Regions from separate parts of the Sus scrofa genome. Here region 1 is linked to region 2. Evidence: chromatin contacts called from public Hi-C data. All regions are on one chromosome and are shown on one strand. Each heading gives the region's core, a stretch centred on a gene start, on an enhancer-like site or on the middle of the called end of the contact. The rest is flanking DNA. Distances are from core to core; before and after follow the strand shown. Region 1 overlaps NCOA3 (nuclear receptor coactivator 3). Region 2 has its middle 69 kb from the start of NCOA3.

Region 1 (2,838 bases), core at 294-2,793, 180 kb after region 2:
ATTTAATCTGTCGCTGATATATATATATGCTATTTGTAGTACTGCCTTATGTCTTTTCAGGGAAAGCTATTTCCAATGATGATGATGTTCAGAAAGCTGATGTATCTTCCACAGGACAAGGGGTGATTGATAAAGACTCCTTAGGACCACTTTTACTTCAGGCAAGTGTATGGTTTTAGCTGTCGAGTCAGCTGTGTTACTTAAAAATTTTTTTTGTGTGTGTATGGTTAGGATATGAGAACAAAAGAAAATGTTTCTTTTCACGAGATAGAACTTAGTATTCTGAATATGATGGTAAAATACTCTTATATTTACAATATGTGTAACTCAGGAGGTCCTGTGGCATTCTCCCCCCACCCAAATATTTTGGGTGTATTTTACCTCAGACTCTTTGGTGTATTGTTGTGTGTGGATTGATCTTATACACACTACAATTTTATATTCTGGAAGCATTTTTAAGACCTAAAATATATTTTTTGGAATTCCCGTTGTGGCTCAGCGGTAATGAACTCAGTTAGCATCCATGAGGATGTGGGTTCGATCCCTGGCCTTGCTCAAAGGGTTGGGGATCTGGTGTTGCCGTGAGCTGTGGTGTAGGTCACAGATGCTGCTCGGATCTGGTGGTGGTGTGGCTGTGATGTAGGCTGGCAGCTACAGCTCTGATTAGACCCAAGCTCGGGAACTTCCATATGCCCTGGGTGTGGCCCTCAAAAGCAGCAAAACAAAACAAAAACCCAAATGTATTTTTTGTTAAGTAGTTGTTTTAAATAGATGTAATTAACCTGTAGCACTTACAGAATGTTTCTCTTACTTTAAGTCAGGGCTGAAAGCCCTTTAATAAAACTTTAACTCATCAAAAACAAAACTGTTCTTATTTCAGTTAGTTTGTTCCAGCTACTTTTTAGTAAAGTGCATTGTTCCTCTTTGTAAATTCCCATTAAAGACAGGGGTAATTCCTGTAGCTTGACTTGGTATCAAGTGGGAAAATGGAGAGCAGTAAGGATGATTTTCTTATTATTAAAAGCTCCTTTGAAGAAGTAATCCTTCAAAAATTATATTAGACATTAATTCAAATCTCTTGCTGCCTGTATTTGTCTTTCTTGAAATTGTCTTTATTTTTCATATAACCCTGTATTAATGTTGCTAATGTTAATAGGAATGGTGGCTAATAGTGGTTGAATCAGTAGTAGATTTTTCAAATTATATTTAGTACCAAGGCTGGTGTCTTAGTCTGCTAAGGCTACCATAACAAAATACCACAGACTGGGTGGCTTAAACAGCAGAAATTTATTTCTTACAGTTCTGGAGGCTGGAAGTCCAAGATCAAGGTGTTGACAGGCTTGGTTTCTCCTGAGGCCTCTCTCCTTGGCTTGTAGATGGCAGCCTTCTTGTGTCTTCACGTGGCCTTTTCTCTGTGCGTGTGCATCTCTGGTGTCTCTCTCTCTCTTCTTATAAGAACACCAGTCCTATTGGATTAGAGCCCTACCCTTATGACCTCAAGTAACCTTAATTATCTCCTGAAAGGCCCTGTCTCCAAACGTAGTCACACTGGGGGTTAGGGCTTCAACAGATGCATTTTGGTGGGGGGAGGGGATAGAGTTCAGCTCCTAATAGCCTGCCAACATCAACATATCCGCTTCAGGCGTTGGATGGTTTCCTGTTTGTGGTGAATCGAGAAGGAAACATTGTATTTGTGTCAGAAAACGTCACTCAGTACCTGCAATACAAGCAAGAAGACCTGGTTAACACAAGTGTCTACAGTATCTTGCATGAAGAAGACAGAAAGGATTTCCTTAAAAACTTACCGAAATCTACAGGTAGGCTTTTAATGTGTGTTTCCTAGATAAGTTTAAAAAAAAATTTTTTTTGACCATTTCTTAGAAAATTGATCTTTTACGTTTTAGAAAACCAAGTGATCAGATTTATGTAGAAGAAGATAAGTGGCAGCTAGCAACATTTTCAGATGAATTTAGAATTTGGTGTACATTTCATGGGTCCAGGGTATGAAGTGAGGTATAGAATATAAGTGAGACACCTGTTGAAGTTGAAATTATTCCAGTGTTTTTTATATTGCCACTTTGAAAATATTAGTGTAGAAATTACTGTGATAGATGTATAATGAGAAAATAGGTGTAGCTTCAATTCTTGATGATAGTCACAGACTGAAATTGCCAGCTTAAAAAACTCCTTTCAACTTGTTTTCCAAAGTTAATGGAGTTACCTGGACAAATGAGACCCAGAGACAAAAAAGCCATACATTTAATTGCCGTATGTTGATGAAGATACCACATGATATCCTGGAAGACATGAACACTAGTCCTGAAATGCGCCAGAGATATGAAACGATGCAGTGCTTTGCCCTGTCCCAGCCTCGAGCTATGATGGAGGAGGGGGAAGGTGAGCTCGATCACATGCTTGGAGCTTTGTGATTTCCGTGGTTGTAATTCTTCTTACTGAATTCGATGTCCGTACTTGCCTATTGAACAGATGTAGCCAAAGGTTAAATAGAATCCTTACCTGGTTCAATTTTCTATTGCAGATTTGCAATCCTGCATGATCTGTGTGGCCCGCCGAATCACTACTGGAGAAAGAGCGTTTCCATCAAACCCTGAGAGCTTTATTACTAGACATGATCTTTCAGGTAAAAACTGTGCATGTGCCTGCATATTGTTCATTTTGAAAATTTTTATGGAAGTTAACTGTTTCTACAGCCTGCACTATCATTTAAGTGCCTGCACCCACTATAATGAATACTTTGCATGGATTATTTCCTGTGTTTCTTTTTTTTCCTTTGTTTTGTCTTGTCCTTTTAGTGCTGCACCCGTGGCATATGGAGGT
Region 2 (3,004 bases), core at 45-2,544:
CCGTCGTGGCGCAGTGGTTAACGAATCCGACTAGGAACCATGAGGTTGCGGGTTCGGTCCCTGCCCTTGCTCAGTGGGTTAAGGATCCGGCGTTGCCGTGAGCTGTGGTGTAGGTTGCAGACGCGGCTCGGATCCCGCGTTGCTGTGGCTCTGGTGTAGGCCAGTGGCTACAGCTCCGATTCAACCCCTGGCCTGGGAACCTCCATATGCCGAGGAAGCGGCCCAAGAGATAGCAACAACAACAACAACAAAAGACAAAAAAGACAAAAAAAAAAAAAAAAAAAGTAGAACTCCAGTTCATCATGGTGAAACCTAGAGTATTTGTTGGCTCTGAGAAAATACTAACAATGGCTTTCAATGCTCTCTGTCCCTGAAGAAGCCATGTTTATATGACTCTCGTGCTTCAGATCACCTGGTGGCTTCCCAGTTCAGTGAATTAAAAATACAAAATGCGGAGTTCCCGTCGTGGCGCAGTTGTCAACGAATCCGACTAGGAACCATGAAGTTGCGGGTTCGGTCCCTGCCCTTGCTCAGTGGGTTGACGATCCGGCGTTGCTGTGAGCTGTGGTGTAGGTTGCAGACGCGGCTCGGATCCCTCGTTGCTGTGGCTCTGGCGTAGGCCAGAGGCTACAGCTCCGATTGGACCCCTAGCCTGGGAACCTCCATATGCCGCGGGAGCGGCTCTAGAAATGGCAAAAAGACAAAAAAAAAAAAAAAAAAAAAGCAAAATGCTTGGAGCTCCCTGGTGGCTCAGCGGGTTAAGGATCTGGCAGTGGTCACTGCTGCGGTGCGGGTTCGATCCCTGGCTGGGGAATTTCCCATGCCTCGGGGGTGGCCAAGAAAAAAATGCAAAACGCTTATTGTAGCCTGCGAGGCCCCCGAGGTGACCCAGTTCTTAGCTACTCTCTGGTGCTGCCCTCCCCTTGGTTTTAGTCTTTCACTTCCTCCAAGTTGCACCAAACCCTTTCCAGATTTGTCCTGGGCTAGTTGTCATTCTTTCAGTTACAAGAGGCAGAAACCTAACTCAAACTGGCTTAGGCCCAAAGTTGTATATTGACTCATGTGACGGAAAAGCCCCAGAGGAGGTTGGAAGTGGGAGCGGACAGGTCATTCCCATGGCTTTGCCTCTAGTCTCTGTAGTTTGGGTCTATTCTCAGTCTCTCCCAAAGGGGCGTGAAGACTCAGCTTGCATCCGAAGTAGCTACCCTAGTGGAAAGAGTCATACTCTCACTTCCTCCTAGGCTCTCTAAAAAAGAGCCTGTGGATAACACTTCCGGGATCAGTTGGAGTCAAGTGACTGACCCTGAACCAATTACTGTGACAATACACTGATGACTATGTATCAGGATACATTGATCAGCCAACCCTAGGTCTGCACCTCCCACCCTCCCTCCAACACGGGAGGAGGAGTCTGCTCCACCTGAAACTCCTGCGCAGCAGCCAGGGAGTTCCCCAGGTGGAAACCGAGGTGCTGATAACCCAGAGAAGGAAAGTGACTGTTGGCCGGCAGAAACAGCCGTCCAGGGTCAGCTCTTTACGCAGACGCTTCTCTCCAGCAGTGCCCTCCCCCCACCTCCCATCATGATGACAGGGTGATTCTTTGTAGCTTTGGTACAAGGGACAAAAGACTGAAAATGGCACACATATCTGCTAAAATAAGGCATTGGCAGAAATCGTGGCTTTCAAAATGGGGGTGTAAGATCAGCAGCAGCACCTGGAAACGAGAAATGCAAATTCTCAGGTGCCGCCCCCGCCCTCGGTCTGCTGGGGGGGCCTAGCAGCCTGCGTTTTGACAAGGCCTCCAGGTGATGCTGATGGGGTGTTTGAGAACCGCGGAGTTCAAATGTTAATCTTGACTCATAAAATAGAAAGCTGTTGGGCATTTCAGTTTTAGAATCCGTTTTCTTTGAGGCTTAGAATTTGAATAAGAGCAAGTTGCCCATTAATTACAAAAGCTGCAGTCACTCTTTGGGCGTTGAAATTAGCCATTCAGGTCGTTTTGTGTCATCTCTCCCATAGCTCCTGTAGCAGCCACTCTAGGTGGGCTCTCTCTCAACACCCATGCTCATGACTCTTCTCCCTCAGAGTTCCCTGGTAGCACAGTGGGTTAAGGATCCCGTGTTGTCACTGCTGTGGCACAGGTTTGGTCCCTGGCCTGGCAACTTTTGTATGCCATGGGCACAGCCAAAAAGAAAAAGAAACAAAAAACAAAAACCTCTTGGAATTCCTCTTGTGGCACAGTGGAAACGAATCCAACTAGAAACCATGAGGTTGCAGGTTCGATCCCTGGGCTAAGGATCACTCAGTGGATTAAGGATCTGGCATTGCCCTGAACGGTGGTGTAGGTCACACCTGTGGCTCAGATCCTGCATTGCTGTGGCTGTAGTGTAGGCTGGCAGCTGTAGCTCTGATTTGATCCCTAGCCTGGGAACCTCCATGTGCTGTGCGTGTGGCCCTAAAAAGCAAAAAAAAAACAAACCCAAAAAACAAACAAAAAATACAACAAAAACCTCTTGTCCCTCAGCCAGAAGGCTGAGAATGAGGTTTTCCAGCCCCTTCTCTCCTTGAAGTTAGGGGTGTCTGTATGAAAGGAAGCCTCCTGAGGGGTCCTGGGGAAGATTGCTGCTCCCCTCGCCCAACATAAACAGGGACAAATGCAACGATCAAGGCCTTTTTCCTTCCCCGTCATCTGTGGATGTGATGATGAGAGGAGCATGGCCGCCCTACAGCCAGACTGTGACAGCCAACACGCTACAGCTGGTGCAGCAGGAAAGCAGGAGCCCGAGATGTGACACTGAGACCCTCTTTGAGTCACCACACCTGCCTTGGACTGCTGTCTCCTCCTCTCTTGTCTTGGGAGAAAAATAACCCTCTTTTGTTGAAGCCAGTGTATTTGGCTACCCGTTACTTGCAACCAAATGCATTCTTGATATATGTCCGCTAGTCTTGTCTGATCCTGTTTGAGATCTTAAAAAAAAAGAAAAAAGAAGGCAAATGTATTGAT

Evidence for each region. A called contact is a pair of places that touch in the nucleus more often than the background predicts.
Region 1: a Hi-C map of spleen shows a contact between it and region 2, with 2.1 times the contacts expected there. The contact joins two enhancer-like sites. A contact is called at or near these places in 5 of 47 Hi-C or Micro-C datasets (blood, embryonic fibroblasts, skeletal muscle and 1 more) and 2 of 2 datasets of contacts at active chromatin or transcription factors (alveolar macrophages and skeletal muscle).

The regions. Positions count from the first base shown.
Region 1 is chr17:49,637,693-49,640,530 of Sscrofa11.1, forward strand. NCOA3 (nuclear receptor coactivator 3) reads left to right here. Exons shown (of 25, transcript NM_001114276.1): 5 at 115-161; 6 at 1,643-1,817; 7 at 2,209-2,397; 8 at 2,540-2,641. Among named protein-coding and RNA genes, the nearest start is that of NCOA3, 110 kb to the left of the region's middle. Within about 2 kb of position 1,544, at least 5 of the 83 cell types and tissues checked have an H3K27ac peak or open chromatin away from gene starts, as enhancers often do. A contact at or near this core is called in spleen, where this site is marked.
Region 2 is chr17:49,457,872-49,460,875 of Sscrofa11.1, forward strand. No RefSeq gene overlaps it. Among named protein-coding and RNA genes, the nearest start is that of NCOA3, 69 kb to the right of the region's middle. Within about 2 kb of position 1,295, at least 27 of the 83 cell types and tissues checked have an H3K27ac peak or open chromatin away from gene starts, as enhancers often do. A contact at or near this core is called in spleen, where this site is marked.